2 separate regions of the Hordeum vulgare genome follow, and region 2 is linked to region 1. The links are chromatin contacts, called in public Hi-C maps. All regions are on one chromosome and are shown on one strand. The core of a region is the stretch at or near the end of the contact, and the rest is flanking DNA. Distances in the headings are between cores, read along the strand shown.

Region 1 (6,118 bases), core at 1,655-4,154:
AGATGAAGATGCTGCCTCACCCTCACCTACTAGAGGCACTGTTGGAAAAAATTGAATGGTCAGGAAACAAGCTGAGCAAAACCGACATGATAGTACAACAAAAATAATAAGAGAAAACACTATGGAGTTAATACAACCAGATGCATCAACTAGCAGATATGCTAAAATCATATGGTAAGAAACCGAAGGTGGTAAGAAGGTGAGAAAATACTCACGCTGCTTCAATTCAGACCAGGCCGCCATAGCAGCATTTTTTTGGGCTTGTTTCTTGGTCTTGCCAGGACTGCCAGTGAAGATCCTTCCTGCTAACTCCACTGTACACGTGAATGTTGGTGTATGCCCTGGTCCAGATCTAATAGTAGTGTACATGGGCAGTTTTAAACCAGCCCGATGAGCAGTTTCTTGGAGCAGGTTCTTGTAGATCCCAGTTTCATCCTGTGGAGTGAAACATCATTAGCACCTCAGCTTTGAGGACATTCCTGAGGTTGTGTTGCCAGACATGAGCTCACCACTCACAAAAGTATAAAAAAAGTTCATATAACCTCTAGTCCAAATGCTGAATCTAGATGGCATTAATGAGCATGGACACACAGTAGAGATGTACCACAAGGGTAGAAAACTACTTGGATTTGTTTTTACTGCACCAGCAGGCATGAAAATGGGACAACTGGGCAAGTCAACATCAGATATCATAAAAGAACTGAACCTTCCCAACCAATATATCATAAATAATACTGTTTTCGCTTTGACTTATTGCAGTGGGAATTATCAAGAACAGTGAATATTAAATATACTTTGTCATGTAGGTAGATCCACAGTACAGATGAAATTTATTGTTCTTTGACTGAAAGGTAGGCCGGCTTGCTATACATACCAAGTGAATTTCAAAATGTCCATCGGCAAAATACCTAGAATGGTACTACAGTATTGTTGATGGAAGGGGTAAAAGCTGTGACAGCAAATTAAGCAATTATGATTTATGCAACGAAGGATAAGAATTGCATGGGCATTTTTGCAGAAGATCAAAATGAAGGATAGCGAGTATAAGAGTGTTTCATGCATATTAAGTATTTCAAATGTAGCTACTCCCTCTGTAAACAAGTATAAGAGTGTTTAGATCACTAAAGTAGTGATCCAAATGCTCTTATATTTCTTTACGGAGGGAGTACAATTTTATTTGTCTTTGTTTACATTAAAACAGGCTGCAAATATTTGAGTAATAAACAACTGGTGATTTTCCGTACAGTATTTAACCTTTAAGTGCTGTAAAAAAGGAAAGGAGATTCCAAAGTTAATCTGAGCAGAATAAGCAATATCTAGGGGCATCAACAAAACTGACCAGGACTTTTGCAGCAAGCGATGATGAAGGCCCCCTCTTCGACAACTCATTGAGCGCTACCTCAGCTGCCGCATGCTCTGCCTGCCGCAAGGTGGAATAGAACCCCGGGCTCTCAAACGATTCCCCATTAAAAGTAACCGTGGCTTTAAACCGGGGCGCATGATCTGGCCCCTCGCGGATGCACGCGTAGGACGGCAAGTTGAAGCAGCTCCTCTGCGCAAGCTCCTGGAGCTGGTTTTTAAACATGCCTGCGTCAAGATCAAGAATCAGAGATGCACCCGGTAAACCATATCACCGTTGGAGCGAAGTTCATAAGGGGTGACAAAGATCATCATAGCAACCGCCTACGCAGTATGAACTTATGAAGAAAACATTGAACAACGGCATGAAGAAACGCATACCTCCGATATGGAAGTAACAACCAAGCAGTCTATGAAGCTATGTTTAAAGTCGAGAAGAGCTTCTTCTGTCCACACTCTCTCCTCAGCGTTCTGTAAACGTTGCTTGATACCCTCTTGTTGCAGAAGATAAAAAGAGGTCTGAGATTATTAATAGCCAGTGCTGTACTCCCAGTCCTGCAGAGGAACAAATAAGTCCCGGATCGAATGGAGGCAATAAACCTAATGCTGGCTTTGGCAGCGGCAACCATACGAACAACGAGTAAAACTAGCGGAAGCAATAAACTGCAGTCCTGAGAGGATTCATTGGTACTTTTATGAGGATTCACTGGTACTAGAGCAGGGCAGGGGAGGCAATGAAGCGCGCAAGGACAACGAAAGCAGCTGATTCCCATTAAAAAAAAGACACAAGAGCAGCTTATTCAGCTCGCTGCCTCGTCCAATTAATGCACTGCCGCAGTAAATCTAAGAAAGATATCGCGCCCAATGAGTAAAACAAATCCAGAAACCTCTGATTCACTGACAGATAGGAACGGAAAAGGGAGCGCATGGAATGATATCAACCAAACATTCGGGGTTGACTAACAAGATAATCGCATCCAAATTGGGGAGATGCCGGAGCCAAGAAAGAAACCCCGCCCCGCCGCGCCGGCGAGATCGACCGAACCCCGTCGGCGTGAACCCCGACCCCAGATCGAACCAAACCCAACGAAACCAAGAGAAGAGCAGACCAACCTGCGACGAGAGACCGCCGACTCTCCCTCCACCTCGACCCCCTCTGCACTTCCAACCGCGGCAGGAAGCGAAAGGGAAAAAGGCAGCGTGCGAAGAGACGAATCACCGACAGCCGGGACAAAAATCTCTCCTTTCTGTTAGCCGCTGCTGCCTCCGCGTGGTCGCTTGGTTTGGCCGCGACTGCGAGGGTGGGCTCGGCTACGCCATTAGGCTAGGGCTGGCGGCGGCGCTACAGCAGCGGGCGGCGGCCATCAGCGGCGAGATTGGGAAGGGAGGCGTGTTGCTTTCCGGCGCTTTTCGTCTGCATCCTACTACTCCTTTTCTCGGGTTTCTTTCTTTCTTTCTTTCTTTTTTTTTCCTTGGGAGACGGGAGAAGGAGACTCCTCCGAGTCCGTGTGTCATGTGCACGCAACGGCGATCATTATTGCCGGCCACGAGGAAAACATCGGTTAGCGTCACTTGGTTAAGGCATGGTGGAGTGGCTGATTAAGGCATGTTTGGTTGGCCATTAATTTTGCTCCACTTGGGGTGCTAATTCTCTGGACCCGTCCCTCAAAACTGAACTTAGAGATCCACGTTCGTTAAAATATTTATAAAGAAAATAAATTTTTAAAGGCGTGTTTGGAAACCTTCCACTCCGCTACTCCGCTCCAGGAGCGGGTGGAGCTGCCGTTCAAAACTGTGAAGCTGGCCAATAGGCACTTCTCAGATTCTTGAATTACAGGGAGCCGGTGGATTGCCGAACAGACCCGTACCATTGAGCAACTCCCAAAAAAAACGCAATCGTCATAGAAAAAACTCAAAAAAGCTCAGATTCGATTACATAAGTCGATTTTGAAAGTTTACCTCATCAACACGAACTCTTCTTGAAAAGATAGTGGCCCAGGAATATTCATACGGGCAGAGAACTATGTGGGACTTTTTCTATGCACTATATTTAATAACAATTTTCGTGTCATGAATTTTGGTGTAATGACAAAAGAGACTAGATGACTAACTTTGTTTCGACAACTATGGAGATGAAAATATTTCGTCGGTCACCCCAAGCTAAAAGGACAAAGAAGATGACACATCAAATTTGCGTATTTTTCATTGTACTATTAAGAAGGGATACACCATAGATCAAGTGTGAGAATCACTCAACTTTTATACCCATACACGCTCACATTCATGTGAGGAACAATCTAAAGATGTTCATTTGTTTTGCCCTTGTTTTGACTCTTAGGACCAAGTTGGACTATTCAACATGTCAAATTGTCCGACATGGGTCTGCCCTAGGGTCCGAATTTGTTCACTGCTCTGGATCAAGTCGGTCATTTGCCTAGAATGTCCCATTTAGGTCGGACTACTCGAGTTTTCCATGCATGATGCATATCACCTAGATATTTTCGGATACTACTTAAAGCACCCTTCTTCTCCAAAGGAGGGTAACGACTCCATTCCTCTTTCCTCTATGATTCAAAGCTTCAACCTTCGATTCCTCCCTCTCTAACCTATCAAATCCACTCCATATATATTTATTTAAGAGACAAAGAGGAACACCCGATCTATCGTTTCATTCAAGAAACACTCGAGTTCGTTGATTCCCCATGAGACCCTAGCAAATTTTGCCACTCTTGAGTTTGTGGGGAACCCTAGATGGTTGGCGTTTTCAGGGAACTTTCAAGTCGTGTGGTTGTGCCCCGGACTCGTTTGTGAGGGTTTGGAGCTTGCCTCAAGAGCCACCCTAGTGGAAGGGAACCTAACATTTTGTTGTTTGAGGTTCTCTGAGAAGAAGATGAGACATTCGTTGTCGTGGAAGAATTTGTTGTTCCCTCCTCTCCAACGGAGATTAACACACCCTTAAGTGTGTGAACTTTGAATTACATCATCGTCTCCACCACTTTTGGTTGTCTCTTATCCCTAGCATTAATTGTTGTTATTACTAGATTGTGTGTTGCCTACTGTAGCTTGCTAGCTTGTTGTAACACATCATGTAGGGTTGTATCACCTAGTTACATTTCTAGAGAACTTATATTCCGCATTAGCCTCTAAAAGTATCCAATACAATAGTTTAATTTGGCAGTCTCCTATTCACCTCCCCTTTTGGTCAACATTTACGATATCTCTGATCCTTCAGTTGGTATGAGAGTTAGGCCTCTCCCTCTCTCCCTCCCTCCCTTCCTCCCCCCCTCCCTCCTCCCTCTTCCCCTCTCCATCCCTCCCTCTCTCTCTCTCTCTCTCTCTCTCTCTCTCGGTCAAGTCTCTTTTTCTCTTAGAGTATTTGCTTGGTGAGCTATCTATCTCTGTAACCGAGTGTGAGAGTTATATAATAAAGATTAGTTTGAGTTTTTTTGCATTACCATCATGTATCAATAATAGCGATGAAATAAAACAAATAAAAAGGAACATATGCTAATCCCATGGGGAGTAATGAATTTACATAAAAATAAGTATGATTGATAAATGCTATTGAGAATTGACAAACATAGTATTAGTCACTGATATAATTCATGCAAAAATATGAAAGGGGAGAGGAGATTCACATACAAATATACTATATTGGACATCTTTTATGATTGTGAGCCCCCATCAAATATTTTCTACATGATGGAATAGTTGGTGTTGGACAAGGAAGACAACTTAATGAGTTATGTTTGCTTACATTCACAAAGAAGTTATATTGTCATGGATCCTCTAATATGTGGTGCTTGTTTAGGATCTTTTGCTAGCCCAAAAACTCGTACTAAATAGAGATATTACTTGTGCAGCCATAACCCTTACACCCATTTTCTTGCCATGAGAGTCCACCATACCTGCCTATAGATTTAATAAGATCCTTCAAGTAAGTTGTCATCGGTGCACAAAGCAATAAAAATTGTTCCTAAATATTTACGATCTTTTATTGTAAGGGAACATAAGCTTTGTATGATCCTGTGATGGCAAAGAAATAAAAGCGATAAACTGCATAATAGAGGTTGCTATCATAAGGTGCAATATAACGTGATGTTCATTTACATTAAAAGTTTACACATCCCAAATTAAAATGCGCATGAAACATCTGCTTCCCTCCACGAAGGGCCTATCTTTTACTTTCATGTATTTACTTTTATGCAAGAGTCAATAATGTTTATCCCTATTCTAATCTATTAATTCTTTAGTCGGCAATCATCATGTGTTGGAGAAAGATGCAGACATATATATCTTGTTGGATGTAGGTGATCATGAGTCATTATTGTTGACATTATCCTTGAGCTAAATAAGTTGGACGACAAAGATGTTGGAAATATGCCCTAGAGGCAATAATAAATTTGTTATTATTATATTTATTTATTCATGATAATCTTTATTATTCATGGTATAATTGTATTGATTGGAAACACAAATACATGTGTGGATACATAGACTGAACACTGCCCCTAGTAAGCCTCTAGTTGACTAGCTCGTTGATCAAAGATGGTCAAGATTTCCTGACCATAGACAAGTGTTGTCACTTGATAACGGGATCACATCATTGGAAGAATGATGTGATGGACAAGACCCAAACTATAAACGTAGTATATGATCGTGTCAGTTTATTGCTACTGTTTTCTGCATGTCAATGTATCTGTTCCTATGACCATGAGATCATGCAACTCCCAGACACCGGAGGAATACCTTGTGTGTA
Region 2 (6,118 bases), core at 2,441-4,940, 740 kb after region 1:
CAAAGATGTTGAGTTCCTCAACACACCCCACCTAGAACTACAACCACATGTAGCACATCTTTTCCTTCAGCCTGGCAACCGGAAAGCATGCCATGGGCTCTTGTGAGGCTCTCGGTTCTCCCATGACGTCAGAGTTCCCACGCACCCCGGACGTAGAGGCAGTCCTTGATGGCCCTGACAAGCCATTTGATCATGTCCCTGTGGTCAATATGAAGAGGAAGAGGCGAGGTCTGATGAAAGAGGAGGTCAGTGTCTTCAGCAGAATGACTCGGGCCGTGAAGGAGGTGGCAACCGCCATTAGGAAGAGGAAGTCCCTCAACATCCACTCTGGCCTATACAATGTCGTCATGAAGCAAGTTGGCTTCGGTCATGAGGCTCTCATGGCAGCTTTGAGCCACATGCTCGATAACAAGGCCTGGGGTGTTGGGTTTGTTGCCATGGCAAACGCCCACATGGTTCTCTAGCTCAAGAGCCGGTTGGTCAAGCACTACTACTAGAGCTTGTTGTTGGTTAACGCGTGCATGATCTTGGGTAGTGATGGCGATGGCGATGATGATGATGACATATATTTTGTGTAGCTAGGGCTTGAAAATTGTTTGATGATCTATGTATTTTGTTGAGATGGTATATACTAACCTCTCATGATGATCGTGAACTTGCGGTGGTAGGATGACACCTTTTTTGGATGTGGTGGTAGGATGACACCATAGTAGTGCTAGGTTGAACTTGTTATGTCATATGATCATGCATGCTTACTACTTGTGCTCCATTGCTTGCTTCTTGATTGTTCCATTGCTTGTTGCCTCGTTGCAACTTTGCTTGCTACTTCAAATGTTGTTCTTGTGCACTGCTAGGATAAAATGGTATGCAGCGTTCGTCGAGAGGACACCAAGAGTTTAAAGTTCATAGAAAGCTTGCAATAAACAAGTTGCAATGTATAGCAACAACAACCATAAAGGGTTTAAGACTAGGCGGGCGGCAGAAAATACTTACGCCAAGTTCGTACAAAAGCACACATGCAAGGTTAAGTTGGTAACGTTGAAGTTGGCAAGGAGGCGCCACACCTTGGGGTGAAGAACTTCATCCGAAAGAACAATTGCTCCCTAGGATGGTTTTGATAATTGATCACAACATATGCATCATTGGACTAATGTGTTTTCCAAGTGCATTTCAAAAAATTCAAAAGATGTTATGGCTTAAGGTTTATGTGGAGACACCCCTGGATTCAATAAAGGAACAATATTGGGTCAAGCTTCAAGCTAGAAGACTCTTCATCTTTTATTTGTGAGAAATCACTTTTGAGTCCACAGGAAAGCCAATACTATTAAAAGGGGGTGAGGTAGTAAAATGAGCTGACTGCTCAAATGCTCAAAGTTAGCCACCAAAACACTCAGTCATTTTTCCTACATATCCACTTTGTCAAGTTCCACATACACAAATTCGGTGTAACCAACATTGCCACTTCGGACCCACCGAGTTTGAACCTCGGACAGAACCCTAGCCATTCCCACCATATGGTGCAACCCAAACTACATCGGTGCTACCAAGTTCATGTGACCAACATTCTGTTGCCAAGATACACAAAATCAGAATTTCCGAGTTTGAGTATCGGTGCCATCGAGTTTGGTCATCTGACCGTTAGTCACCTTTTCGGTGCCACCGAGTTCTATATATCGGTCTCACCGAGATTCAAAGTTCACACTTTTAGTACTAGTCGATACCACCGAGTTGTCCACTTCGGTGTCACCGAGTTTGCACTTTTGTGTGTAATGGTTGGATTTTGGCTGCTGCCTATATATACCCCTTCACCCACCTATCATTCATGGGAGAAGCACTCAGAACACACACTTCATTTCCATATCCATTTTCTGAGAGAGAACCACCTCCTCGTGTGTTTAGACCAAGATATTTCAATCCAGCCATTTGAAACTTGATCTCTAGCCTCCCTGAACTGCTTTGCACCAAATGAACCTCTCCTACCCATGCATATTCTATGAGAGAATGATTTGTGTTGAGGAGACTATCTTTAGAAGCACAAGAGCAAGGAGTTCATTGATCTACCACATCTATTACCTTTTGGAGGGTGGTGCCTCCTAGAATGGTTAGGTGTCGCTTGGGAGCCTCCTACTGTGTGTTGTGGAGTTGAACCAAGATGTTTGTAAGGGCAAGGAGATCGCCTACTTCGTGAAGATCTACCGTGAGTGACGCTAGTCCTGTGTGGACGAAAGTCGTGGTAGAATAGACAAGGCCGCTTCTTTGTGGACCCCTTGTGGGTGGAGCCATGTGTGGACTCTCGCAGCCGTTACCCTCCGCGGGTTGAAGTCTCCACTAACATGGACGTACGATAGCGCCACCTATCGAAACCATGCCAAAAATCACCGTGTCAACCTCATGTGTTTGATCTCCCTACCTTACTCCTCTACTTTACACTTGCATGTTTTACTTTCCGCTACAATATTATTAGAACTGCATGTGTAGGGTGTACTTGACCTGTTATAATTGTCGTAGCTGCCTCTCAAGTAAAATTGGGAAAGGCAAAAAAAATATCTTGTCAAGTAGTCTAATCATCCCCACCCCCCTCTAGACATACTTCCGATCCTACATCATCATCATCATCATCATCATGCAGTTCGTCGTCATTGCAGTGTTATGGCGTTGATGTAATAGATGTGATCATGTGTAAGATAACCTCGCCATATAGGATACAAAATGAGCACACCTTGCATCGTGTGTGCAACCAAATAACGTGCTCATGTGTGTTGAGACAATGTAGTCAACCAAACACTATACATAAAACTATCCCGTAATGCAAGAGACCTAGATGTAGGTAACCAAACATATTACGGATGTTGGTTTTAAGGCTGCATTTGCTCAACCAGCCTTCAATGAGTCGGGCTTGAGCTAGCGAGACCCAGCTCATAAGGCTACCAAACATGCCCCAAATTACATACTCCCTCTGTCCTAAAATAAGTGCTACAAGTTTAATATAAATTTATACTAGAATTAGTATAAAGTCGAGACACTTATTTCGTGTCGAAGGAAGTACTACAACAAAATGCAGGAAGAAGCATCGACTAGAAAGCTGCAGTCATCACAGAGTTTGCTTCTAACTTCTAACCGGCCAAAAAAAGGACTCCATTATGCTCCTAAGAAAGCTTGAATCATTTGGACGCGTTCCCTAACCCTAATCCCTAAACTAGGACTAAATTAGAGCGATCCCCACATAGACAGATGATGATGAAGTTGGATGACATCCTGCTGCAGCAGCTGCTGCGGTGCAATCTACTCTTTTCATGGGGAGGTCCATCCCCTTCCCCCAGTTTTCCTTGGCCGGCAAAAAGGGCTACAGGGAGCCAGCGCCAGCAGCCAGCAGGCCTGCCTGCCTGCGCCTGTGTACGTGCTCGGGCTGGGTACGCTGCACCTCCGTATCATCTCATCTCTCCTGCCGCGCAATGCACGCATCATCTCCTCACGTCGCATGATGCTACTTCTTTTTTTTTTCTCTCATTTTCTTCTCGCATTTGAATTTACACAGAGTTCCTTGTTTCTTCAGCTCACACTTTCACAAAATAGTGTAAGAGGGAGAAGAAATAAAGAAAAGAAGAAAAGAAAAGAAAGCAGAGAGGACAGTGTGCATGATGGAGGATGGGGGGTGGGCCCGGCCGTCCAGATCCGATTGACCAAATCATTTGGCAGCCCAAATGACCGGGGCGGCCCCGGTGACGTCACGCGCCCGTCCGCTTTGGCCCCCTGACGCGGTGGGCCGGCGCCCTTTTTCAGGCCTGCCTTCCCGAAAACATCATCGACGCGTCCGGCTTTTCCTCTTTTCTTATCTTCCTTCTTTTCCATCCTCCCGCTCGTACTACTAGATGGCGATGAATGATGCGTGGCCCTCGGGAGGCGTACGGCGGTAGGAGTCCGGCCGACGCATGCGCGCGCACATGCGGCTCGGTCCTCGCTGCTGCCGTGTCGTCCGTTTGCATCGTGCTCCAACCGGCCACCTCGCCGGTTGTGATCAAACAAAAGAAAATGCCCGTCTCCCCGTCTTATATCCGCTTCATCCGGAAGAAATACGAAGATCCGATCCCATCTTAAAATGAATCGATCGGGTTCGCGACGGGATTCACGATTTTGTAATGGAAGTATATATGGTCGTACCAGAAAACTTACCCAAGAAAATGCTATGCGACGGCTTTTCGCGGCTGCAAGGGAACAGGCAGCCATGCTGCACACAATCGTAGCAATGCGTATGCGTGCACGCATGCCACACTTACCACATGTTTTAATTGACGATGAATCCATGAATCTCTTGGGACCTGACGGGTGGTTTCATGGTACTACCGAGGGTGATTGTACCATTGACTCACTAGAGGCTTGACCTTAGATTTTGACATCTTGTGTCTCGTCAAGTCCAAATATCTTATAGTAGGAGCATGTCTTTGTCGACTGCGAGATTTATCTGACGGGCTCATCTTATAGCCACGCTAAATCGTTCTTCCGTAGGCGGTGCATGAGGAGTGATGTGCATGTGTGTGCATCGTAGTTTGTCTAAATAAAAATCGATGAATCACACCGTCCTACTGAACGCAAATCATCTGTGTGTAAACGTGATCATCAATCAACCATCATAGGTATAAAGTAGAGTAGTTCTAGATTTTTCGGTGATGCTTGTCTAATGGAAAAAGATGTTTCTCATCAACAACGAAACGAGTATGATGATTTTGTTAATGTCAAGAGTTATGTCAGTATCTTAAAGGTGCTTCTATGAATAGAATGTTGATGCGTATAATCATAAAGATGAGTTCCCCTCTTTGGAGGCGTCGGTATGGACTGATCTCCTCACTTTCCCTTCCCCTAGGTTTCTCGGACGAAAGCCCTAACTTTGTTGGGGGCGGCGGCGCTCACGGCGTCGTTACCTTCTTGAAGGAGCCGCTTTGGAAACCTTAGGGTTGGGTGGCGTTTGTGGGTGGTGAGCGACGGCGGTGGTGCGAACCTATCCTAGCATGGATCTACGTCCGTTGCTTGGAGATGAATTCGCGTAGGTGGAGGTCGTCGTTTAGCGCCGTGGTGGCGTCCATGGCGGAAGACCTTCCAAGGCTTGCGTAGGTGATGGTCGTCGTTTGACGTCGTGGTGGCGTCGACGACAGAGGACCTGTTAAGGTTGACACCTCAATATGCTCTTAAGATGACAACGACGACACATGTGAGTGAGTCAGGCCGGTTTGTGCCCCGGACCCGATAGATGGCTCGGTCGGGGCTCGGTTTTAAATGTTAGGCTTAGATGAGAGGTCTGGGTATATGGCCCGACTTACACCCCTTCATCATATGGATAGGGTAGCGACAGATGTTGCCAAGATGACGGATTCAGACATATTATTATTTTATTATGTAAGGTCCTTGAGAATAATCAATAAAATGACCGCATGCATCTTCAGATGCACATGCCAGGGTCATCCTCCTTTTTAAAAAAAATATACGCATACATAATCATTTGTGATTGCAACCATGCTAAAAGAGAAAGACCAAGTAAAGTATCCATCTCAGATCTCACAAAGACGTGGTTCTCCTGTTGCCATCCAACGTTCGACCAATGATTGGCAAAAAAATGTACAGGACATTAACGCTGCAATTGGCAATGATCCCAACAATGACAGAATCCTTGGAGCTATTCAAATAACAGGTTAGACGAGACACGGGCCAAAAGAAAATATTGTGCATAATGTCAAAGCATCTACCGCTGCTACCGCTGCTGCTGACATTAAATTCAAACCTCAAACGCTCACATACACGACAAGCTCATGGACAATAACCGATCACACCTTATATTTTTTGTTATACATTGAATGTCTCATATTTCATCTTCTAAATTCAGACAAGGCATGTAAAAAAATATTACGTACTATGCAAACCATAGTAGCAAACTACGTATTGTCTTCGTCAAGGATATCCACTATCATCATGCCGGGTGCCGGGTAGACATGAACATAGGAGGGCTTCGGCTTCTCCTCCTCATCCATGTAAGCATATGGTTGATGTTCGCTTCTTGCTCCGCGTGGAGGATACCGTAGTTGGCCTCCGCCCCAACCTTCGACGGGAGGAAATCGAGGATTGCATGCTG

Evidence for each region. Hi-C and Micro-C count contacts between places; a contact is called where the count stands out from the background.
Region 2: a contact with region 1 is called in a Hi-C map of seedling, with 5 times the contacts expected there. The contact joins the enhancer-like site here to the promoter of LOC123425445 in region 1. A contact is called at or near these places in 5 of 6 Hi-C or Micro-C datasets (leaf and seedling) and 1 of 1 datasets of contacts at active chromatin or transcription factors (embryo).

The regions. Positions count from the first base shown.
Region 1 is chr1H:83,470,063-83,476,180 of MorexV3_pseudomolecules_assembly, forward strand. LOC123425445 (double-stranded RNA-binding protein 2-like) reads right to left here and starts at 2,905. Exons shown (of 5, transcript XM_045109151.1): 1 at 2,473-2,905; 2 at 1,741-1,914; 3 at 1,340-1,587; 4 at 216-435; 5 at 1-38. The coding sequence starts at 1,585.
Region 2 is chr1H:84,212,516-84,218,633 of MorexV3_pseudomolecules_assembly, forward strand. No RefSeq gene overlaps it. Among protein-coding and RNA genes, the nearest start is that of LOC123425471, 21 kb to the right of the region's middle. Within about 2 kb of position 3,691, at least 3 of the 3 cell types and tissues checked have open chromatin away from gene starts, as enhancers often do. A contact at or near this core is called in leaf and seedling, where this site is marked.